Regions from separate parts of the Mus musculus genome. Here all the other regions are linked to region 1. The links are chromatin contacts, called in public promoter capture Hi-C maps. All regions are on one chromosome and are shown on one strand. The core of a region is the stretch at or near the end of the contact, and the rest is flanking DNA. Distances in the headings are between cores, read along the strand shown.

Region 1 (6,178 bases), core at 1,165-3,664:
CCATTCATGCTAACTCCAGTGGAATCCCTTGTTCCTCCAGCCTCCATCATCTCGGGCGCCATGTCAGGTGTGCGTGAACGACTGTTTCTGCTTCTCTCCGGAGAGGTGACACGAGGGCCAGGGTGTGTGTGTGTGTGTGTGTGTGGCACTGGTGACCTTGTTCTGCTGCCCTAACAATGTAAACAGCCAGAGCCACAGCCTAGGTTCCAAACACAGAATGCTGCATGGCTGCCTGTGGGGCTGGAGCTGTGTGCCGAGAGAAGAGATGCTGAGTGGCTGGGTGAGGCAGCTTTGGGGCTTCGCCTCTCACAGGGCCCTGCAGCTCACTCCCAGTCAGCTGTCTAGCACAGGCTTCCTTAGTAGGCACCCGCTTCCTGTTCCCACAGAGAATCACAACCGAGGTGCAGCTCTTCCCTGCCCGTCACCTGCCATCTGCCTTCGCAGCCTGCCTTCCTCCCAGGGTACTGGGTCCCTGGGGACCACACCTTTGGAAAGTCCTATCTTTTCTCTTCTGCACCAAATGTTCCCCCTTTCTGGTCTTCTGTCCATACCCTCTTTTCTTAAAGGTCCCGAATGTCTCTAAAGAAGCCATCACTGTGAAGGTTTAGTAGCTGACACAGGTTGCAAGGCAGGGGACCAAAGGAATAAATCTCTCATGGCAGAATATTAGAACTCAGACAGCTATACTCCAGGAGAAGTGGATATTTGGTGAAGAGAGGATTTACCAGTGCCTGTAAAGTCACCTGCAGTTGTCCCCAGTTCTGTCACCATGTAAGACCAGCACCAAACTCAGGATGGGATGACAGACAGACACACAGTGAAGGACTAGCTGGCAATGACCCAGGAGTCTGCAAAAAAAATGGACCAGAAGCCTGGGGAAGCAATGATAGCTCCCCCTAGAGTCATGGCTCCATAGTTACAGCTCCTTCATCCTCGGGGAATCTAAACTCCACCAGAGCTCTGGAAAGCTCTTCACACTGCACATTGTCCCTCTCGGAGAACTAATTTGGCTTTCCTCACTATGTGGCCACCATCCCCAAGTCTAGTGTCTGAGGAAGCCGAGACAGCCCTGGACATTTCTGCGAATGGATACTGTCATGTGTGACCTTACTCTGTTCTCACAACTGACAGCCCAGCTTTACAGAGCCTCCAAGGGGCTCTGTGAATTAGCCAATGCTACACTGTTAGAGGGTGAGCGAATGGGGTTAGAGTCCATGCTTTCTATCACAGACTAAGGCCAGCCTCTTCCAGCTGTATGTGAACAGTTCAGCTACCATGCCCCCAAGCCCTCTCCCAGGTCACAAAACCCTGATGCCTCCAACCTGAGAACGGTTGGAATTTCTGCCACCTGTGTGGCAAGACCAAGTAGAAAGCTATCCATTTCTCAGCATCCTGAGAGCCAGCCTTGAGATGAGACTTGCTCAGCAACCACGGGAGGTACCTGGTATGGTTTTTAAATCCCTGTTCAGCCCCAAGATTTCATTTCACTTTAAAACTGCTCATATGTTGCAGCTCCATCAATTACCATGATAGGATTCCAGTAAAGAGATCCAGTCATTAAATGGGGGCACTTTCGAGTGGCTAGGGGAAAATATAGGGTACTCCTGGGGGGAGGGTTGGTATCTCACACAAAGCATAAAGGGAATCCCCATGCCTTGTGGTGTCCCACCACGGACCTTTATCAGCTCTGGGGCTTTTAGCCAAGCCCCTTTCTCCCATTAGCCCTCCCAGGCATCCCCTCCTGTCGCCTAGGGCAGACAGGAGGAAAGCAAGATAGGCAGAGCGGATGTCCTAAGATGGGCAGGTAACTTGCAGATGGGTGAGACCACTGGGAAGTGAGTCCAATCACAGATCCTGACAGCCTAGGAGAGTTAGGCCCTCAGAGACCCCACAGCCCAGCTCAACAGGTGGCAGAGGCCTTTACTATCCCGCATCCGGGTCATTTCTTCCAGTTTTACTCAAGTCTGTGGTGGGAAAGTGTGGCTTTGGCTTTGGAGTGGGCAAATTGCTCGAAAGCATCGGCAAAGAGGGGGCGTCATGATCCCCAACCCCTGCACACACACACACACACACAGAGAGAGAGAGAGAGAGAGAGAGAGAGAGAGAGAGAGAGAGAGCGCCTGCACGCCCCACCCTGCCCCTGGCTACTCAGTTAAGGAGGCCAGCTCAACGCAGTAGCATTGACTCCACTAGAGATAATCGCTTCCTGGACCCCCGATAAGGCGTGTGTATATCCCTCCTGCTCATCTTTGCTCTTACCTCACGGTCACGACCCCAGACTCGCCTGGAAGGTCCCTTGTGGGCTGCGCGCGGTGAAAGGTGCCGCGCTGCTTGCCGGACGCCCGCCCCGTCCGGTCCGCCGGAGCTGCTCTGCGCCAGCTACCGTGCGGGTGGCCGCCGCTGGAACACTGGACTAGAAGAAGGCGGGGTCTGGGGCGGGGTCTGGGCGGGGCCTGACTTCCCAATGCAGTCAGTTGCGGGTGGGCTTTGGGACAGAAGGATGCTGCCTTCCACCCAGAGGAGAACCCTTGGGGTGGGGAAGCGTCCTCGTGGAGGCTGTAGGTGAAGACTTTGGGGGTTGTCGTAGGAGAAGGGAGGCTTTCCAAACGAGAGCACCTGCCTTGAGTCAGACTTATCGTCCTGTGGCGGCCGCTGCAGTCGGTGGTGGAGAGATTATTCCAGCCCCAGCCAGTTGTTTATTGAGTTCTGAGGGCCAGACACTAGTCAAAACACTTTTCAGGTCTCTGGTCATTTGACCTTCACAACCTTCCCATTTCATGGATGCCAAGGGGAAAGCTCAGACCCAAGGGTGTTCCTGAAGACACACCACAGAACCACATCTGTAGCTCATAGCTGCCTGGCTCTGGCATTAAGCATTTCTTCCTTCTCTAAATTGTTACCTGGCTTCCGTGGCACCGTCAAACTTAATTTCACAGGTTTATGAAGCCCCAGACAATTTGCAGCTGGAGCCATGGTATGGTGAAGGGCGGCTATCCAGCCAGACTGGCTGGGAAGACATATGGCTCACTCTTTCTGGCTGGAACATCAGTCCACCTTCATGTCTCTGAAATGGCAGCTGGTAACTTTGTCCACACATGTGTAAACTTTGCACACAGTAGCATTTGCTGCAAGCTGGAAGCATGCCCTGCAGGGATGTAGGCTTGGGCAGTCTGGCCGCGGGCGTCCTCCAGCAACTTGACTCTTCTGTCAAGTTCCTTCAGGCAATGAAGATGGTTCGTGTGAATGTGTGCTCATGTGTGTGTGAGTTCATGTGTGGTGTGTGTGTGTGTGACACACATGCCCAGTGTGCACACATGTGCGTGCATGCATGCAGTTGGGATCTTGGTACTGGAACTCTGATTAGACTCGGCTGGTCAGCAAGTCCCAGGGATTTTTCCTGTTCCTGCTCCCAGTGTCTGGACTGCAAATATTTGCTAGCATTTTACCAACTCAGCTGTTTCCTCTGCCCAGTGGTCAGTGTCAGACACGGAGATATCAGCAGTGAACACATTTACCCCCAGACTATAAGACATCACTTGTACGAAAGCCCTTTATGGCTAAGGTTGCTTGATCCAGACCGTGGGTGGATACTGCTGTATAGAAACTGCACCACATACTATTGGTTCTCCCTGTGGTATAAGGATGCATTTCTCTTCCTCCTCTGGGCCCAGGAGTCATCAGTGTGGCAATGATGAGTTGATTGACATTCTCCTTGATATTATGAGCTTAGGCAGAAGGCTTGGCACAGAGCAGGTGCGAGGGAGGTGTTTGTTGAATGAATGTCTAAAAGTTGGATAAATTTTTCAAGAGACTAAAGCTGCCAAGGAGATAGCTGCTAAACAAACTACACTACAGGTGTGGTGGATCCGTGCCACAAAATGACAAAGAAGATCTGAGTTTGAGGCCCAGCCTGTTCAACACAGTGAGTGCCGGGATAGCCAGGGCTACATAGTGAGACTAAAGAGACATTGAATTCACAGAAATCCACCTGCCTCTGCCTCTGCTGGGATTACAGGCATGTGCCACCATGCCCAACTTTTTCTTTTTCCATTGAAACTCTTTACATAGGGCATTTCCAGGGATGCCCGTGGCTTCCTTCCCAGTCTGCCCAATGCAGTGTGCCCCAAGACTTGGTGACTGAGAGAGAAAGGATGTGGATTTGTTGGGATGTGATCTTCAACCTGAATCTGCCACCTAGCTAGTTGTGTGACCTCAGACAAAATTTATAACCTCTCTGAATCTCTCACTTCTGGGAAACCAGGGTATGGCTCGGGCAGTTGTACAACCCTTTCTTGGGAAGGCTGTGTTTGGTGTGTGTATTGATAAGCTTTCCCACGATGTAATTCATAATCACTTTGGCTGAGATGCTCTGCTATGTTTTGCACAGACTCCCTCCTCGCGGTGCGGCCAGAACTGGTGAGAATCTTGAGCTTCTGAGACCTTGTGGGTGAAGGATGTTGCACCTGACATGGTCTGTATGAAAGTTACTTATCTGGCCTTGAGATGCAGACCTGCAGGATGAAGAGCCTTCCAGTAGTAAGACAGAGGGCAGAGAGGGAGTTTGGAGAGGAGGAAGGAGTCAGCATAGACTGTGGACAGAACATAGGAAATTTCACCGAGGTTTGAAATGCAAATGGGCTGGGGTTGGATGGGTGTGGCTAGACAGCTGCAGACATAGATTGGGGTGGGGGTAGGGAGAGCTGTGTTAAAAAGCCTTTCTGGGGCTGGAGAGAAGGCTCAGCGGTTAAGAGCGCTGACTGCTCTTCCAGAGGTCCTGAGTTCAAATCCCAGCAACCACATGGTGGCTCACAACCATCTGTGATGAGATCTGATGCCTTCTTCTGGTGTGTCTGAAGACAGCTACAGTGTACACACACACACACACACACACACACACACACACATACACACATCACACACACGTGCGCACGCGCACGCACACACACACATATACATACATATATGTATATATATATTTATATTCTTTTATTTTAAAAAAGCCTTTCTGGTCCTTGAAGGAGTCTTGCCCTCAGGCTGGAAGACCCCTGAGCTGGCGCCAGGAAAGGAAAGGAAAGCATTCAGCCCTAAGCAGAGCCTCCATCCCTAGCTACAGCTCTGCAGAGCTGGCTGCAGATGAAGACAGGCCTGGAATGGCAGGAGAGGAAGTCTACTCAGAGGCTGCCGTTACAGCGGGGCTGGAAACGCTCCTGTTGACATAATGGGAAAATGGTGTAGGTGTGAAAGCCAGCAGCTGTGCTTGGGGACTTGGGGACTCCTGGCCTGATGAATAATGGAGCAGATCTCCCTCCCCGATCGCTTTTTTTGATCCTTTCAATAATTCATCACTCCCTGTTGGGTGAGGAGTTTCATGAAACACAAGCTTTCTCTGAATCCACAGCTGAGTTGAGCGAATCTGAGGCTCCACACGCTAGTTAGGTCTTAATTAGGAGCACCCTGCCACACTGCACGTGCATGTCGGCTTTGCCCAGTAAGCTCTGCAAGCATGAGGAAGAAAATGCCCAGTTATGTCCTGGGTAGGGGTGGGGCTTCCTGACAGCCTCCTCCTGGCCCTAGTGGATGGGGGTGGTGACAGATCCCGCTTTCAGGTGTCTGCTCTGTCAGCCAATTCTCTCTGCCTTCGGGATCATGGAGACAGGTGACATGATGTCTTCTGTCACCTGAGCTCTTGTATGTGATAACGAGCAGTCGGACTTCCTGGGTGACTTTTGATAGACACATGCCACGGGCAAAAGGCAAGCTGGTTGTTACCGCTGCCACAGAGTGTTTCCTGGTGTCTCTCTCTGCCTTGCCTTGTGGTCTGATGGTTGCATGGTGAGCGATTTGGAGATGGGCTAGGAATCCAAAGTCCAGGTCACAGTGGTGGCCAGTGTCAGTGATGGAGAGGCAGTGACACCTTTTTGGTGTCAAGGACAGAGGGGATCAACACTTATCTGTCAGGCTTATATATGTGTGACTTGAGACACATAGGCATGTCTATGTCTGTGGAGACAGAGAGAGGGAAGATGGCCCAGTGGAGTTGGGAGAAGGAGGGCAGGTAGGAGCTGAGTATAAGCACAGGCTGTCACCTGGGAGGGATGACTGATGCTATCATGAATCCCTATCTATCACTACTCAGGGCAATCACACACCAAGCGTGTTCTCTGTGTTAGCACACTTG
Region 2 (6,178 bases), core at 2,652-5,151, 1.6 Mb after region 1:
TTGTGGGTTTTTTTTTTTTTTGGTAAGTATTTATTTTATCTTTATGTGCATCTGTGTGCATCTGTGTATAGGTTTGTGCATGTGAGAACAGGTACCCAAAGAGGCCAGGAAAGGGCATCAGATTCTTGGAGCTGGAATTACAGGTGATTTTGCTTCATCTTATTTGAGTATTGGGAACTGGACTTGGCTCCTTTGCAAGAGTAACTGCTGAACCATCTCTTTGGCTTCAACTTTTTTCTTTAAAATAAAAATGTGTTTGGCAATGAATTACCTAGGTGGACCTCGCCCCCTACGCTTCTACACCAGGGTATTGTGTGTGTTTGTGTGGTGGGGTTTTTGATTCTCCCCAGCCCATCTCTAATTGTCCTTGGGCGGGGGGGGGGGGGGGACACACGTGTGACACTGCACGCTTCTTGTCCAGTTCTTGGTGGTGACCAGGGCAGAGAGCTGCTTTCTGTCCTCCCAGAATCGCCTGTCAGGGATACGGGTGACCCCAGGCTAGACAAGTGCCGACCTCTGAGACTGAAGATAACTCACTCAAGATCGTGTTCAGAGGAGAAGGCGTGTGGCCTGTTAGATTCTCCTCAACCTTAGGACCCATGGCGGAATTTGTTTTCTCCAGGAATTGCTATCCTTCTGACTTTTTTCTTTTAACTGGGTGTCACCCAGTTTCTCCATGCTTTCTAAACATGGTTCTAAATTAAAACTACCATCTTCTACACTCTGATTACTAGATTTTTTTTCCCCTCACATGAAATCCTGTCATGGACTTAGGACAGTACCCACAGTACCCATTGTTGCTCATTCCAGACAGAGTCTTCACTGAGACCGAGCAGTAGAGAAAGCCAGCAAGGAGAGTGTTTGTTGGTAGACTACTGAATGGTTCACACCTGTTCATAACTCAGTGTCTCTCACTTGCAAGATGGAAGCCATAACGTCCCAGGCCCATAAGCATCTCACCAAGTTATTTTGGGGGTGGCTGGCTCACCCAAGGAGCACAGACATCTATTCAAAGGGAGTGGAAAAACGAATGGGTGACCTGCTAAATCCCTTGGGACCAGCTATGCAGTGTTTTGTGTCTGTGTGTCGCTGCACTAAAGCTTTCTGTGTTTTGCACCCAGGAACCCTGGGAGGGACTGTTACACAGATGTTGCCCTTCCTCTCTATGAAAACCTGAACATCGTGGAGCAGCCTGTGAACCTGAGCGGCCTTGCACAGAAGTACGCAGAAAGGGCAGTGGAGTTCATTGAGCAGGCAAGGTAAGGAGTACTGGGCCCCGCCCCTATCCCCTCTTCCACACCTACCAAGTCTTCCTGACTTGCCAGGACTGAGGCAGAGTTTTATAATTCAACAGATAATTTATACATGTCTCCCCTATGCTAGTAACATTGGAAATTGGGCCTAACAGACTCTCTGGTCCTAGTTTAGAAGTTCCTCAAGTATGTTATTGGCCTCCCTAAGACTTTTGACTATCCCGCTTTGCTTAGCACCATGGTTGTGTGCATTTTTTCTTTCTTCTCCTACTGGAGCGTAAGTTCCTTGAGGGATACACCTGCCCACTGCATTCTGAATACTCACGATACTTGTTAGCAGGGTATATGAGTTCCTTGTTGCTGCTATAACAAATGACCATCAACGTGGTGGCTAAAACCAACAGTAACCATAGCAACAAGCTTTCCACAGATCTGGATGATGCTAGATGTCTAAAGCCAGTCCTAAAGGGCTAGAATCAAAGGGTGAACAGGGCTCGTTCTTTCTGGACTCCCCAGAAATAATTGTTTCTTGTTTCTCTTAGCTTCTAATAGCTGCTGCCTTTCCTTGATTTATGGCCGCACCATTCTGATCTCTACTTCTCTTGATCCCTTGCATGGTCAAATACCCTTGCCGCTCCCCCTCTTTAGACATTGTCTCATAGTCCGGGCTCTGCCACTCCTGATCTCCCAAGTGTTGGAATGTGCCACCACACCCAGGCTTCTTTTAAGGACATTAGTGATTAATAGTGAACCAGGAGCCAGATGGGGTGACACTTTCCAGCCCTCAGGAGGCAGAGATCATGGCCAGCTGAAGGGGGGTGGGGGTGGGGGAACAGGTCAACCAGGAAGTCTGAAGATGGATCTCATCTCAAGATCTTTAACACAATTAGACCTGGAAACTGCCTTTGCCATGGAAGGTAAAGCCCCCCCGATTCCAGGGACGAGACTTCAGGTGTGTTTGAGGGTTGTTGTCTGATCTCCCACACAGGACTCCAAATACACACATCCACAGGGCCCACAGTGCAGGGATGAAGAGATAGTTGAGTGGTTGAAAGCGTTGGCTGCCCTTGCAGAGGGTCCAGGTTTGGTTCCCAGAACCCAGCTCACACTCATCTGTAACTCTAGTTCTGATGATCCGATTCGTCTGCGCTCGAAGGGCACTGCACACATGTGGCACACAGACATACACACAGGCAGGATACCCATACCCATAACATAGAATTGAAAGAAAACACTTAAAAAAAGTGGAAAGCAGGCCCCATCTGTAGTAAGCAGTTGTTACCTAGCTGCCACCATTGATGATGGGTGAGCCAGGAATGCAAGCCTGAGCTATCAGATCTTTCCAGTTTGGGGGAGAGACAGGAAACAGTCTTAAAATGTTAGAAACTACTAATTAAAAAAAAATCAAGAGAGGGCTGGAGAGATGGCTTAGTGGTTACAAGTACTGGCAGCTCCTCCAGAGGACCAGGGTTCGATCCCAGCACCTACAACTGTAACTCCAGAGGATCTGACACCCTCATACAGATATACGTGAAGGCAGAGCACCAATTCACATTAAATAAAAGTTAAAAAAAATCATTAAAATAATAATGATAATAACAGGACTCCAGGTGGCTCAGTGGATAAAGGCACTGGCTGCTAAGCCCCACAGCATGAGTTGAATCCCCCGGGTTGTGTGAGTGGAAGGAAAGAACCAACTCCTAAAAGTTGTTCTTTGACCTCCACACGCCATGGCACCTCTGCATAAACTAAATTAATGTCCAAGAAAGCAAACAGCACAGGCGACAACAGAATCCACCCCACCGTGTGTTGTACGTCCTGGTCCTGGTCTGGCCTGGCTAATGGTGGCTAAACGTGTGATTGCTTCCATCTCCCAAGGTCTCAGACACCTCAAGGACAGTGGAACACTTCTCTTCGGTTCATAGCCGTAACTTAAGTAAGGGATGCTGAGTTAAAATGGCATTCTCTCGGGATAGCTGAACAGATCAGCTGGCTGTGCAGGGGGTCCTACAGCCCTTGCTCGGCCATGTTGGACTTTTCTAGAGACACCATGAAGGAGGGCAGATGTGTCAGGTGAGGTAGACTTATTTGTGTGTGCGCTTCAGAATATGCCCCCACTACTTCAAATCTCAGAGCAACATCCCAGGATCTTAGCGGTGGCATCTGAACGACCCCCCAGATATCTGACGAACACTGCCAGTAGTTTTTCTCAGACTGCTGATAGAGACAGAGCCAAGCTTTTCTGATCTGGAAGGTTGAGCATCTCCCAGCTCCCTACAGCTTAGGGATGGTTCTAGTTTCCTTTGCCCTGCAATGAGCAGATGCTTCATAGTTGGCGAGGGCAGTTTCCTGTTGTTTTAGAGTCTCAGCCTTCTAAGCAGGAGGAGTGACAGCTGGCTGGGGCTGGGGACTGTGTAATGCTTGCTCTGCAGGGGTGTTGGAGCCTAGACATCCATCAGTTGGATTGCATTGAAAGGCAAACCAACTGATATTCTCTTAGTATCAAAGGAAAAAAAAAGTGAAGAATTGGCTGTTTCCCTAACTAAAGTAATGAGTCATTGGCTTTTAAACTTTACAGAAGGCAGTCATAGGGCATGCAGGCTTCTTTAAGATTTGACCTGCCAATTCATCCATGACTTTCTTCACTGTAGCAAGCAGAAAAGTCCCCTGGACCTGCCCACATCCGTGCTGGCTAGTTTTATGTCAACTTGACACCAGCTAAAGCCATCCCAGAAGAGGAAACCTCAATAAAGAAAATTCCTCCATAAGATTTGGCTGAAGGCAAGCCTTGCCGGGTATTTTCTTAATTAGTGGTTGATAGGGGAGGGCACAGCCCATTGTGGGTGGGGCCATCCCTTGCCTGGTGGTCCTGGGTTCTATAAGAAAGCAGGCTGAGCAAGCCAGTAAGCAGCATTGCCCATGGCCGCTGCATCAGCTCTTGCCTCCAGGTTCCTGCCCTGCTTGAAGTCCTGTCCTGACTTCCTCCAGTGATGAACAGTGATGTGGAAGTGTAAGCCAAATAAATCCTTTCCTCCCCAACTTGCTTTTGGTCCTGGTGTTTCATCACAACAACAGTTATTGTAACTAAGACAATGATATGCCTTCCACTTGGACCTGCTTGTCAAATCTACCAGAACATGTGCATTTTTTAGGCATCAGACAAAGCTCTAAACAGGGGAGCAGGCAGAGAGTGACATGGGTTCTCTGGAAGCATGAAGCCAACCAGTCCTATGTTGCTTACTGGGAACAGAGAACATAGAGAACCTGGCAAGTAAGGGTGGGTCAGTTAGGCAGAAGAGTAGATGTTGACTTGATGAGTTCAAAACCAGAGTCTTCTGGAAAATCTGGTATGCGGTCAATACCCAGGATGTTATACCTGTATTTCTATGTCTCTTATACTTCGAAAGTTGACACCCAAGCCCTTAGTCACACAAGACATATTTAACTTTATGATACAAGCTGTCATTTACAAAGTGCACAATCAAGGTATGAAAGACAGCAAGAGGGGATATGGTAGCACACGCCTCTGACCTCAGCGTTCCATTCATGGGTCGAATGCAGGAGGAGCTTGAATTCAAGGTAGCTGGGACTTCATAGTAGACACACAGACACGCACACGCACACGTGCACACAAACCTTATGTTTTAAGTAAGTTTATGTTCGGTGGCATTCATAGTCATCATGTGTGTATGTGGCCTAAGAGGGCACGGGTTGAACACACCTTCTCCAAGTGGGATATTATTAGGACGTGGGAACCTTTGGAAGGTGTTTAGGTCGAGGTAGGGTCAGGAGGATGGAGCCCCCGTGATTGGATTAGTGTTCTTATCAGGTAAGGATAAGACTAGTTTCTCTCTCTGTTGAGGGTAAAAGGAGGTAGTGTCTGAGGAAGGAGACACTCCTAGGTGCTAGGACTGGGAGAATAAACATTTGCTTCGATTCACCCAGGCTGTGGTATTTTTGTTGAAGCAGTCTGAGCTAAGATACACGCTCATTCAGACCAGGGTCCTGATGGCCTGTAGACAAAAAAACGGACCTTCAAGAGCTGGAGCCTAGGTTTTTATTTTTTATATTATTTTTTTCTCTTTTCCTTGATTTGCTGATGTAGAATGTGGTGCTCTGAGCAAATTAGCCATTACCTTCATTGGGTGAAAATGGGTCTTGAAAGGGAATCTAGAACCCTGGTGCATTGGTGCTGGGGTGGAAAGGAAGATGGAGAGGGAACATCACCATGGTAAGGGTGCTCAGGGAGAGGAGTATCCCACTGAGCCACGCCTCCAACCCCGCCTCAAGAAATGTTTACAACAGCCCCGTAGGCATGTACACAAAATAGGTATACAGACCAAACGTGTACCGATAATAAATCATAAAAAAAGATAATTTTCAAACCACCCTGTGGCGTGCATGCAACTTAAAGCATCCGTTAAAGATGAGATGCGCTTCTTTGCTTTTATATGAAGAAGTAACTCCTCCGCAGCGTATGCAGTACAAAGCGGCAGAAGTACGTTCAGTTAGCATTTTAGAAATGATCGGGAAGTCTGTCCTGATGTTGAGCCAAACTCATCGAGCGATTTTAAGAAGTGAAAGGGAACTCAAATCAGCCACTCAAAAAACTTGCATGAAAATTAATTCTTATTGTGTCTATTTGCCTGCATGTATTTTGCCATGCACACGCAGTGCCTGTGGAGACGAGAAGAGGCTGACAGGATCTGGTGGTGGTGGTAGTGTTGGAAGTTAAACTTCAGGCCTTACTGTCCATCAGGCAAGAATTCTACCTCTAAGTCATACCCCCAGGCCATTTCTTTCCTTTTTGTTTTGAGACAGGGCTTCACTAAGTTTTCTAGGCTGGTCTTCATCTCACTATGTAGCTCAGTCAGGCTTTGAACTTGTGACCTTTCTACACCAGTTTCCCAAGTAGCTAAGATTAT
Region 3 (6,178 bases), core at 1,628-4,127, 1.6 Mb after region 1:
TGATGGGAAACACCTTGTGGGGCTTTAAATGGCAGAGCTGGTTAAACAACCTGATTGGTCTCCGGCCACGGCTTCTCTTCTTGATGTTCAGTGTTCCCAACACGTAGATTCTGAATCTAACTAGGTTCTGAGTCCAAAGCTTGTCCCCTAAGAAGAGGCAATCCCAAGGGATGGCCTTTGACCCCGACTGACTCTGAGTTACCACCTACAGATTAGCCCAGTGTGGGTTTATCTTCTGGAAACCCTTTGGGCAGTGGTTCCGGACTAGCAGAAATCTCCTGATGGCTAAATTGCATCTGTGAAGGCGATTTCTAGGTTTTTCCCCATTAGATAGTTCTGTTATTCTGAGTAAGCGCCTGCTGGCTTTTCACCCAAGACCCCCCAATGTCCTTCTGATGGAAAAAAAAAAGGCTGGACAGTTTAGTGTATTTCCTAGTAGCTTTTGGTTACCCTTATGTCTCTGTCAAAAAAGAAAAAGGAGAGAATATAAAACAAAACAAACTGGAGTGAAGTTCTTTGCTTATAGACCTATAGACAGCTACACTCAGGAAGCCAAGACAGGAAGTGGGCTATGTGTTGAAGCAGGCTTCTTTACGCAGTAAGTCTCAAGCCAGTTTGGGCTACAGGATAATAAGCCTGTTTCCCTGAGAGGGTGAAGGAAGCAGGCCTTAAATGGGTGTCCTACAGGACTTGGAGATTTATAATTACCTGGGACATTCACTGTGATTTAATTTGTTGTAAGGATTTGGCAAAAAGACATAAAGATACTGGATTATCATACAGTCTCTGGGGTTAGTCTAGGGTCAGTTCTGGGCGAAGTTCAAAAGACAAGCTTAGAAGGCAATGAGCTGGCGGCTGCTGGTGTCAGCAGAACAGAGGCACTTCGAAGCTCCTTCAAGATGTAGACCGGAGTATACAGCTTCTGACAAGTTGTCTCTAGCCTCAGTTGTCTGGACCAGTCTGCATGTGTGTGTGGGAAGTTCGTTTGAATTCTCTCTATAAAAAACAAAACTTCCCCAACTCTAACCTGCTAAACGGCCTCAGCCACGTTTGAATGAATCACTGGCTACAAGCTATTCACCCGGTTTGCAAGACCATCGAGTTGAAACCCAAGCCCCTAATTTAAGTGTCTTCCTCTGGAGTTCCACTGAGGAAAAGTCCTGTTTCTGGAAACCGCAGAAGGAAAACTCAGGGCCAGTGGTACTCATTAAGACCAGTTTTCCACTTGACTGCATTGTTTATTTACATACTGTCAGTTTCTATCTTTGACGGTGCCGGGTGCCGCTGGTCCCTTAATTACCAGGAAAGGTGTTTCACCACTGTATTCTCCCCAACCCCCGAGCCACCTAACAGTGCTTGGCACACGGGAAGACCTTAGTATAGGAACTGGCACTTTCTTGTAGCTAGACACTCATCAGAATGGTTTGTAAAAAAAACAAAACAAAACAAACAAACAAACAAACAAACAAAAAAAACCAGTCAGATCACCAGAGGCTGAAATCTCAATCCTAAGGTAGAAATCCCCTTCCCGTCAAAAGCAGCCAGCACAGTGCCTAGCTGTACAAACCACCAGCTTCCAGGTTAAGGAGTTGTAATGGGTTCCTCAATTCCTACGATCTTCCCCCCTACCCTGTTGTTCGATGACATTTTTACACGCCATCTAACAAACTTCTATCACTTGTCTGCTGCGGTGCAGGGATTGAGAACAACCCAGAAGGAAATTAACCTATTTCCTCTTTAAAATCATTCTCCCCCCACGCCTGGAGCCGTTCAGCTGCACGACACTTTGCTGCCGCTGGTAGCCCGGCGGACCTTGGAAGTTGTGCGGGACCGACCAGCAGGCAGCAAGCGGGTGACAGTGCAGCCCGGCAAGGTGTGGGACCCACGCTCCGAAGGGAAATCTGTCTCTCTCCGGGACCGCCCTGGGGAGGGGGGTAACAGGGATGGAGACCCGAAGTTCCACTTTTCCCTCGTGCTGCCTCAGTGGCCGCCTTGGGTGCGCGCGCGAGCCCGGGGAAGGAAGGTACCTCTCTGACATTTCGCTCTGCTGACGCGCCGGCAACTTCATGAGGAAAATCCAGAGAGGGTCTGAGACGGTCGCCGGACTCGCCTCACAGCCTGGCTCCTTTCACCCCGGGTTGGGGACGATCAAAGGCCAGGGCACCCTTTAAGGTATTTCCTGGAACCCATCTATACTTAGGGTCATGGACATTCAACTCTCAGTTGCCCACAACTGCCCGAGCGCGTCATCCCAGTGGCTCCGAACACTCCCAACTGTCAGAATATTTTTCGGATTAACCTCTTTAAAATGTTAAAAGCTTTCCTCCTCCCCGCCCTTAAAAAAAAAAAAAAGGCCCCAACACATATTAAAAAACAAACAAACAAACACCCATACCCCACAATCAAACTTTTAAGCGTGTAAAATAATAAAACCAACTCACCAAGTTAGAAGGGAAGAGAATAAACCCCAAAAGGCACCCAATAAGGCGGAGGCTGGGCCTCCGGAGCCTTCTTATAAACCGCTCCGTAACATGAGAAAAAGGTTTAACCCCTTAGGGCGTGGGCCAGAGTCTCTATCAAGTTGGCTCCGGGCGGGGAGCCTGGAGTACCCTGGCCCCCAACCCACGCCAGCCTCGGCCACCCGAGCCACACCCTCCCCCCGCCCCCCAACCCTGTCGCCTCCTCCCGGGCCGTGCGTGCCGCCGCCCGCGCCCCGGCCCCGCTTCTCTCTGCCTATCTCTTATCCTATACCGGCTGCAGCCGGTCTCCGCCGGCCTCGGGGGCGCGCCGCCGACCATGTGCTGGGAGCGCCGAGCGCCTGCAAGGAGGGGGCCGGCCTGGTGCGCGCGCGCGGGCCCACGTGGATCGGGGCCGCGCAAGGCACGCGCCCCGCCTGCCGGCTGCCGGGGCTGGGGGTCACGGAAGGTAACCGCGCTGTCATCGCGGGTCGCCCATCCCCGCCGACGCCTCTGGGGTCCTTGGCCCGACGCCCTCATCCCCTCATCCGCGCGTGCCCGTGTGATCCCGGCCCGATCGGACCCCGGCACTTAGCTGCAGTGCGAGCGGGAGCGCGATCGAGCCCGGGGCGACCGAGTGCGCCCCTGCACCCCCTCTCCGAGCGCAGCTCCCGGGTCCGCCCGCGCCCTGAGGATTTGGGGAGCCAGTGAGGAGGCTGGGGAGGGGGGGTTGGGAGGGCAGGGGAGGCGCGCGTTTGGGCTGGTCCCGCGCGTCCCTGGTCCCGGACTGAACAGGTTCCTTCCAGTTTGGGTGTGAGCGGAGCACGCGCGGGATCCCGAGTTCCTCCTCTAGAGACCACTTCCCCCCCAAATTTCGTCAACTCGCGCGCCCCGCCAGTTCCCCTTCCGGGCATGCGGGGGGAAGTGCCGCAATGGGCCCTAAGGAGCCCGCGGCTGGGTTGCTGCCGGTGCACTGTCGTGTTCCCCCGCCTCCCCTCCCCGTGCTGCCTTGTTTGCAGCCGCAGCAGCCACCAGCCGCCAGCATCCGCGCTGCGCGAAAGAGATGGGAGAAGCCTGGCTGAGTCAGCATCTCCGCTTCTCCGTGCGCGCGCACCCGCCTAGGCGGGAGGCGGCGTGAGCACAGGTGCACGGCAGCCTTAACCCCCCCCCCCCCCAGGAGGCTTCTGGGGGGATCGAGACCCCCAAACCTCCAAGCCCCCTGATCCCAAAGGTCACTATGAACTAAATGGATGCTTCCGGAGAAGCCCGAGTTATTCCTGAGGACAGCGCGTGTCTGAGGATTAGGGACTGTTCAGAGCCAGAGGGGGCGCAAAGTTGGTTTCCTGGACTCCATCTCACACCTCTGGAGAAAAACTGGGTACTGCCTCACAGCAAAAGCCCTGTTCCTCTGCATTCCCCCCCCTTCCCCCCTCAGACTTAGGCAACCCACGTCGGTTGATTGTGGCTCAGAGATTGTCTTTCTGATGTTAGAAACTGCAGAGAACCTACTTTGGGAGTGTGCCTGAAGGGTCGCCACCCACCGGGAGGAGCACCGGTTCAAAATTTTAATAAAAACCTTTCCTTGCTCTGTCATTTCCCCCAGGATTTGGGAATGCAGTCACCCAGTGCTGTCAATAGGCTCTGGTGTGGCTAAGTGAGGAGGCAGGTGTATTGGTGCAGAGTGTGTTACTCTGGTCACTGTAGTCCAGCCAGGCTACCACTGAATAATAACTGGCAAATTTGTGGGAATAATTAAACCTTTACCCCATCCCAGACAGGTGTAGTCCACGCTGGCTTCAAACTTATATTTGACCCCCCCCCCCCCAAATCCTGGTTTGTTTGTTTTTAAAAAACACGATCTCACTAGCCAAGCCAAGACTAACCTAAAACTGAAGATCCTCCTGTCTCGGCCTCCAAAGTGATGGGATCGCAGGGTTCTTTTTTCTTTTTCTTTTGGTTTTTTCAAGACAGCTTTGAAACCAGGCTGGCCTCTGCCTCCCGAGTGCTGGGATTAAAGGCGTGCACCACCACCGCCTGTCGCAGGCTTCTTTTTCTTAACCAAGGTCTGTCTGTAACTGGTCTGCACCGCCTAGCTTCAACCCGTCCACCAGCCTCATCCTGCACTGTAGCTGTGACTACAGGCACAATACGCTCTGCCTGGCTGGAAATGGCACGATTTTAAGACACGTTTTAAAGATGGAGCTCAGCTGATCTTGGGCTTGCAATCTTTCTGACTGTGCCTCCCAAGCACTGAAAACGCTGGCATGTGCCGTGATGCCTACCTCTTGAGTTTTCTCAACCTCTGAGTTTAAAACTTAGATAGTGCCCAAAGTCCTAGACATCAATGAATGAATGACTGGATAAAACCAGGCTGTGGAGGGCAGTAACAGCAGCCAGGTAGAATTAATTATTAATAATGTATTACTTCACGGGGACAGTGGTGGTGCACGCCTTTGATCCCAGCACTTGGAGGCAGAGGCAGGCGGATTTCTGAGTTCAAGGACAGCCTGGTCTACAAAGTGAGTTCCAGGACAGCAAGGGCTACACAGAGAAAGACTGTCTTGAAAAAAAAAAAAGTGTATTATTGCTATTTTATTATAACTCATTGTTTTACATCTGTGTTGGTTCCGATACTGAATTAAGTAGCACCCATGTGATTTGATGTGTTGGTTTTGTTTTGTTTTTCCAGATAGGGTTTCTCTGTGTTCCAGGATAGCCACCAGGCAGCTCTCAAATTCAGACCTGCCAAAGGCATGGACCACTATGCCTGACTTATTTGGGTTTTTGAGATAAAATCTGATGAGGATGACCTTAAATTCCCGATCCTCGGAATTCACCTAAGTGCTGGAATTATAGGTCCGCTCCATCAGGTTTGGCTTGTCCTGGTGTGGTACAATGATTCCCCTTGTAGAGATGAGGCAGATTGACTTGGACCCCTGGTGTCTGGATAAGGAGAGGTGGCTGGAATCCAGCCTTGCTGGCCACAGGCTGATGACTTTTGCTGGTCAGAGCCGGGCCTCACCTTTTTCCCTTGAAGCCTAGTGATCCAGGGAAAAGATGAAAGCCCCTGTTTTTCTCCCTTCCTCAGTACTGCATTACCATGCTAATCAAAGCCCCCAGACAGAACTAACTTTGTTTAGTCCTAAATAAGAACAAAGAGACCTTTGCAGTCTGGAGTACAGGACCAGAAAAATCAGGAAATTAAGCTAAGGGCCGGGCTGTACGGTTGTCCTCTTCTGTAGGTCAGTGGGAATCTCTGTGTGGCGCAGGCAGAGTCCCCTCTTCCTCTGCAGCAGACAAGGCACTAAGTTTGTTGTGAGAGTCCCTCAGCATCTTCTTGGGGGTGTGGGGAAACAGCTTCTTCAGAGCTGCCCCAGGCGCTCTCTCTCTCTCTCTCTCTCTCTCTCTCTCTCTCTCTGTCTTTCTTTTCTAGCCCTTAGGGTCATTTGCATGAGAATAGATTCCTTTGTGCAAAGTTGGCCTGCCTGTTCCCTGTCCACACTTATAGTCTTTGGGTTGGGTTGCTAGGCAGATATGACCCTGGCTTGCAAATAAGCTCGTGGCTTTTACCAGCCTGTGAGAACTTCATCTTGGGAAGCAGTCTGAAAGAAGGCTCCCCTGGAGCTCAGAAGGAGGGTCCTGCAAGCCTGCTTTGGGCTGCTGGGTCTTCAGGATAGCCTCAGAAGAAGAGAGTATCTGAGAGGCTATTAGGGAAGGCCTCA
Region 4 (6,178 bases), core at 1,439-3,938, 1.2 Mb after region 1:
GTTAGAACTAGATTCCAAGCCACCAAATGACTGTACAGTAGTGTACCATGTAGTGTACAAGTTTTGTAGGTGGAGTGAGAGCCATGTTGGGCTATCTGCCTTCTTCCTCTGTTGTAGAATGGAATTGGGGTGTGTTGTGTAAGGCATGGGCAGTATCGTCTCTCAATAGAACTGAGCCGCAGTGGCTACCGGTTATGTCCAGGCGTAGTCAGATATAATCATCTGTTGCCTGCTCATTATTGGCTCCATTCATCACGAATTTATGGATGATGCATGGGTGGTATTTTGCTATGTAACCAGTCACCCCAAAGTGAAGCAACTTCAATAACAATAAACAGTATTATCTCTTCTGATTTCTCTGGGCCATGAATTCCAGAGAAGCTTGGCTCAGTGGTCTGGATCAGGGTTCTACATGAGATAGAGCCCATGAAGTCAGGTGGACAGCATGTGACTACGGACTCAATTCAGTTCTCGGGGTCTGCTTCCAGTCACAGGTTGGCAGGATGCCTCCGTTCCTCACCACGTGGCTCTCTCAGGAGGCCCGCTTGAATGTCTTTACAACATGGTGACCGGCCTGCCCGGAGTGGGCAGAGACACAGCCAAGACAAAACAAGGAGTATTTTGATGACCTTGCCTAGAGAGTCACTCTTGCCATTTCTGTAATATCCTACTTAAAGGTGAGTCATCCTTTTTCACATTGGCCCCATCCAATGTGTGCACGAATGTGACTATCAGAATCCAGGGATAGCTGGGTACCACCCTGGAAGCTATCTACCATGATGATAAGCCAGGCTGAGTGCTAAGGACAGAAATGCACCTAAGATGGTGATGGTGATGTGTATAATGGTGTTGACACTCCGTCTGTGGTTGAAGGTCACATTAATGTTATGGCCACAGAATTTGTCCCTAGCCTTCAGGCTAGCCCATGCCTGCTATGAGCATACATCCCTGCATTGCTAACTGGGACTGTCTATAATGGACAAAGTCAATGTTCATTATTATGGTCTACAAGTTAGTTCTCTCTGTCTCTGTCTCTGTCTCTGTCTCTGTCTCTGTCTCTGTCTGTCTGTCTGTCTGTCTCTGTGTGTGTGTGTCTGTCTGTCTGTTTGTCTGTCTCTGTCTGTCTGTCTGTCTGTCTCTCTCTCTCTCTTTCTCTGTGTGTGTGTGTGTGTGTGTGTGTGTGTGTGTGTGTGTGTGTGTGTGCCCACTCTATAGCACAGGCTGACCTTTAACTCATTGTATGAACCTAAGCCAGTCTCAGACTCAGGAAAGTCCTCCTTCAGCCTCCTGGGCACTGCAGGGATTACAGATATATACTATCGTGCCAAGTATGATGCCAGTTCTTAATGGGAAGGCCCTTTGTTTTATAGCAGGACATTTGGCGTGAAGGCCTATGAAAGAGCAAAGAATCAGAAGTCGGTCTGTAGCTGGGATCCTGTGCCTCCCCTGGAGTCTGCTGACTCTTGCTCTGAGGGGCACTTATAATGCTTGCTAGAGCAGACTTAGACCTCCACGACCTCAGGCAACCATGTAGCGCTCCGAGATCCCCTTCTCCCCTCTGTGACACTAGAATGGGCTTTACCTCCAGTCGTTGAAAGAAGATGTTGTATTTCAATGCTTTGTGAAGAGATTCCAGTCTATTCTGAGGGAAGAGCAATGGGTTCCTACATTCTTAGAACGGGGAGTGTTCTCATGACTTGGTGAGAAAAATTATCTTTGTGGAAGTGTGGCCCTCTGAGATACATAAGGTGGAAAAAGATGAGGTGTCTTCCTGAAGTCCTCGGTGAAGAAACCCCAGAAGAAACCCCACTTTTTTTTTTCGAGACAGGGTTTCTCTGTATAGCCTTGGCTGTCCTGGAACTCGTTTTGTAGAACAGGCTAGCCTCAAACACAGACATCTACCTGCCTCTGCCTCCCAAGTGCAGGGATTTAAGGTGTGCACCACCACGCCCGACTTGAAACCCCACTTTTGAAACTATGGTTTGTCATGTTGATGTCTCCTAAGTACCCATTGGCCTCGGGCCCCTCCTCCTAAATTCGTTTGATACGCTGTTCCTTACCAGCCAAAGTTAGAAGTTTGTATGTGGCTATTTAGTTTCAGTGGTTATTTAAAAAAAAATGTCACAGCTAACTCTCACCTGGGCCTTTTCTGCATCCTATTAGCTGTGTCCTCTGTGTCTCTGACGGCCACGCGTCTAACAGTCGGATCCCTTCCATCCTGGTCTTGGCTGAAGTTGACCCACCTCCTGCTGCTCCCAGGGGTGAGGTGGGGACAGTCCTTCCCCCAAATCTGAGACATGCTTACGCAGTATCTGAAGGGTTGACTAAACTCTGGTTCTTGGTATGTTTTTTTCTTCTTCTTTGGTGTTGTCTGAGACATCCATTCGAAACTCCCCAGATGTCAGAGCCCAGGAGTTACACGCCAAGACTTCTGTTCTCTAAGGGAGGAGGAAGCCCTAACATCTTTAGCTACTCACTCTCCTTTTGAGTAGTGCTCAATCCCTTTGCCCTCCTTGCTGCAAATCTCGCAGTCATCCATCTCAGAGCGTTCCCAGAACCAAGGGCAAAGCTCCAGCTGCCACTGGCCCCAGCAGAATGGGATCTGTTCCCCCTGGTGAAGCTGAAAATTCCTTCTCATCTTGGCAACCACATCACACCAGTGTGTGTTTGCTGATCTGTGGGCAGCAAAGACTCTGCAGCATTTCCCCTCTTACCACGTGCTCTGGTAAGTCATGTGTTCTTGTGTGGATCAGTCCCTGTCCCGTCCCCCCCCACACACACACACACCCTGCCCAAGGACGTGATCTAACGTTTGTTTACTCCAGAGGTCCTCTTGCATAACCCAGTCCTAGTCTCTGTCTCTTGAAGTGATTGAGAATCCAGAGTTGGCCATCCAGCTGTGTCTCTGGCTTTGGATCAATAATCAATTTGACCCTCATATTTTCTAGAGTTTAATCTAAGTCATTGATAAACATGTTGAATAGAAGTGGACACATGACACAGCCCCATGCTACTGAAAATCTTTCTGGGGTCAGAGTTCACATATTGATGGTCCAGCTGCCAGATGAGGCCTGCAGATGTGCTATGTTTGGACTGAATAATATTTTATGTTTCTTTTTTATTTTACCTTTGAATTAGTGGCCAACACTGGATTATTTTTTAAAGCTTCTCCTGAACGATTGAAGCTATGTCAACACCAGAACCACAACCCAACAGCTGGAGCAGCTGTATACAGTTATGTAGGTTGTAGACTATGCACTCTACCTGGGACTCGTGCAATGAGCACATCTGGTAGTCGATACACAGGCTCTCTGTTTGGCCTCTGTCCCAACTGTCCCCTGTTATCAGGCACACAGCCCACTCTTACTTATTGACGATATCTGTCTCATTCCTGAAGGTCTCCATTTAGGAGATTCTATATCCTGTTTATCAGCATCCTTTGGGTACAATCTGTCAGCTGGTTATAAATCTAACTAATTGCACCATTTCCCAGGCCGTGTAATCTCTCTGGATTTTATGAGTGCCGTTGCCAGATGCTGTATAAAGCTTGGTTATTAGCGTCCATCCCATGTCCTTGGAGTGCTAGACTCTTAGGACTGAGGGAAACAGAACTGCAATGGCCTTCGCCTGGCTTGGACTTGGGATTCTATGTATTTACTTCTTGAGGAACAAAGGCACTATCTTGTAAACATTGTTTCTAGGAACTTGGAATCGAGCCAGGCATTTGTCGTAACCTCGCCAAGCAAGCATGCAGAATGAGACCCTCCATCCTTTGGAACTCTTGGAGGTGGGCTTCACTTCCTTTCTTTTCCAGACCCTTTGGCTGTTCTCTGTAAGGTCTGATTTGGAGTCAGGTTAGCAACTCATCTTAGGATCCTTACCATGTAAGACCTTAAGATCATGGCTGGAATCATCTGCCTACTAAGGCCAGTAAGTATTTCATGTTTGTCTCCAACCGATGCCTTCTTGTCAATATCGTCTGCCCCAGTCAAGCTGAAATACTTCCGTAGTTGTTCTCTTAAGCACGTCCTCCTTCTATCTTCACAAGGACCATTTGGACTGCTAGGACCATGGTCAGAGCTACATGCTCACAGGCCTTCGGTTCTAAAAGGGCTTTTTGAGTGACCCTCTCTGCTTATGAATAGTGCCCAGGACTCCAGCACTGTGCTTCTGAACCCTGGACTTATTGCACAGCCTCTAGGAACCTCTCAAATCTGCAACATGAACTACCACTGCTACTGCCTGTTGGTCAAGACAACACCAGATGCTAAGCAACCCCCAAGAAAAGAAAAGCAAGGTAGTTATCGCTCCTTGACATGAAGTCTTCAAACCTGGCCACCTGGAGGTCCCCACAGCCAGGCTTTGTGTCTTGCTTCTGCAGTGGCAGCAACATAAGAGACTGCAGAATGTCATCTATTCATGGATCCAGGGAGCAGAGAAGGTGATAATGGCCAAATAGCTCAGTCTCAGGGAGTTTCCCTATGGTTTGAAAACCACTTTCATCCACACTAGCTCATGATGTCCTTTCTTTAGTCATCCAGGATACATCGAACACTTAACACATACCCCAAGGTCTGAGGTGAGTGGTCCTCTGTACCTCCTCTTTGCTCTCTGAAGCATCTAGTGACAGTTCTGCTCATGTTAACCCCCTCCAGGGGTCCCCAAGGCTGACCTGATGAGGGCTGGTGCCTGCCACCCATACTGGGACTTGCCCCATCTCTTGGACTATATGGTGTTAACGTCTATGTTACCACGAGTCTTTCCCTACACCTGAACCCTATTGTCAGACACTATGAGAGCCACCAGGGACACCACAGCAAACAAGAGAGAGTTCTTTAAGGACCTGCAGGTGCAACAGATCTTGTTCTTCTCACGGGAAGCTGTTGAGTCTTTTGAACTCACAGAGACAAATGGCTTACCTGAAGTAGTACCTGAAGTGTCCAGCACAGGGAGGCTGGGTGCGAGCCACCGGCTTAGTCTGGTGTATACCTGACAACAATACTGAAAATCAGTTCAATTCCCGGGGGCTGATTCCAGAAAGATAGCCTGAAGAGCTAATAGTGAATCCTGGTGTCTGCTCTGGATCCCAGGCTTGGGTCTGACACAGTGATGAATCTCTGGGCTCCCTTACTTGAGGAACGTGGAGCTGAGAAGCAAGTGGAGACTCCCTGTCTGGGCCACCCACTTGGAAATCACACCTCATGGTCTGGCTCCAAAATTTCAGCCCAGACTGGAAAGTCTGGTGAAGTTCTTTCTCCTCTCAGACTTTTCATACTGTAGACCCATTGGGATCCTGCTGAACAAAGTTCTGAACACTGGTTATCAAGTTACCAGAGCCTTCTCCAATGTGCTTTGGTTCAAGTTCTAAGTAGTGCGGCTGCAGAAAGGGTACCATCCACCGAGTCCTGGCCATTGCGCATGGCCAGCCATACATGTGAGGATATTGGTCACAGGGATTCTGTGACCTGGGCATGTCTCAGGCCATTCAGAGCAGAAAGAGACAGAGCTACATGTTGGAGTAAAAGTGTCCTGTACAGAGAGGGCTGGGATCCATGGGCTTTCCAGCAATGAGGCCTTTCGGGTTTATTTGGATAAAATGGATTACAATCACTTGTAGCAAAAAAGATTTGATGCTCAGAAACATTTTTTTCTTATTACTCCAAAGAAGTATGTTTGCTATTAAATAAATAAATAAAAAGATTTGATTAGAGAGGACCCAAGAATCCTTTGCTGTCATCTTCCTGCTAGCCGGACGGTTCTGTGACCACCAGCAACAAGAAAAGAAACTCAAAGAAGGAAAGATTTATCCCATGGTCTTAAAGGCCTCTGTCCCGAGTGGGCTAGCTCTGCGCTGAGGTAAGACAGCAGGAACAGGCATGGCAGGAAGCTGAGAGATCACATCTTTTCCTACAAGCACCGTGGCAGAGCGTAGTATCGGGAGAGCATGGTGGGACACAGATATTCACTTTACAGCAGCCCGAAAACAAAAGGTAGCAGGAGGGCACATCTGACAGTCCCTTTAGCCCTGAATTCATCTAGGGATTAATCCATGGGTGAAGTTCGGAAATTCATGACCCAGTTGTCCCTGGCGATTGACTTTACAAACTGGGAGCCCATCCTTCAACATATGAGCATTATGTATTAGCTCGTTTTCTGTTGCTGAGATAAAACACTGTGA

Evidence for each region. Promoter capture Hi-C pulls out the DNA fragments that hold promoters and counts their contacts.
Region 2: a promoter capture Hi-C map of hippocampal neurons shows a contact between it and region 1, with 2.6 times the contacts expected there. The contact joins the enhancer-like site here to the promoter of Cacng5 in region 1. A contact is called at or near these places in 4 of 39 promoter capture datasets (the 3T3-L1 cell line, hippocampal neurons, liver and 1 more).
Region 3: a promoter capture Hi-C map of hippocampal neurons shows a contact between it and region 1, with 5 times the contacts expected there. The contact joins the promoter of Arsg here to the promoter of Cacng5 in region 1. A contact is called at or near these places in 3 of 39 promoter capture datasets (cranial neural crest, hippocampal neurons and stem cell-derived epiblast-like cells) and 2 of 115 datasets of contacts at active chromatin or transcription factors (embryonic forebrain and embryonic stem cells).
Region 4: a contact with region 1 is called in a promoter capture Hi-C map of liver, with 6 times the contacts expected there. The contact joins the promoter of E030025P04Rik here to the promoter of Cacng5 in region 1. A contact is called at or near these places in 8 of 39 promoter capture datasets (the 3T3-L1 cell line, embryonic stem cells, hippocampal neurons and 3 more).

What each region holds. Positions count from the first base shown.
Region 1 is chr11:107,912,641-107,918,818 of GRCm38.p6, forward strand. It overlaps Cacng5 (calcium channel, voltage-dependent, gamma subunit 5), which reads right to left and starts at 2,415. Exons shown (of 6, transcript NM_001199301.1): 1 at 2,260-2,415.
Region 2 is chr11:109,526,625-109,532,802 of GRCm38.p6, forward strand. It overlaps Arsg (arylsulfatase G), which reads left to right. Exons shown (of 14, transcript NM_028710.3): 8 at 1,122-1,259. Among named protein-coding and RNA genes, the nearest start is that of Gm22378, 30 kb to the left of the region's middle. Within about 2 kb of position 3,902, at least 5 of the 459 cell types and tissues checked have an H3K27ac peak or open chromatin away from gene starts, as enhancers often do. A contact at or near this core is called in hippocampal neurons, where this site is marked.
Region 3 is chr11:109,470,497-109,476,674 of GRCm38.p6, forward strand. Arsg (arylsulfatase G) reads left to right here and starts at 2,878. Exons shown (of 14, transcript NM_028710.3): 1 at 2,878-2,925. It overlaps Slc16a6 (solute carrier family 16 (monocarboxylic acid transporters), member 6), which reads right to left and starts at 3,102. Exons shown (of 6, transcript NM_001029842.2): 1 at 2,752-3,102. The coding sequence starts at 2,996.
Region 4 is chr11:109,141,681-109,147,858 of GRCm38.p6, forward strand. It overlaps E030025P04Rik (RIKEN cDNA E030025P04 gene), which reads right to left and starts at 2,689. Exons shown (of 3, transcript NR_037978.1): 1 at 2,139-2,689.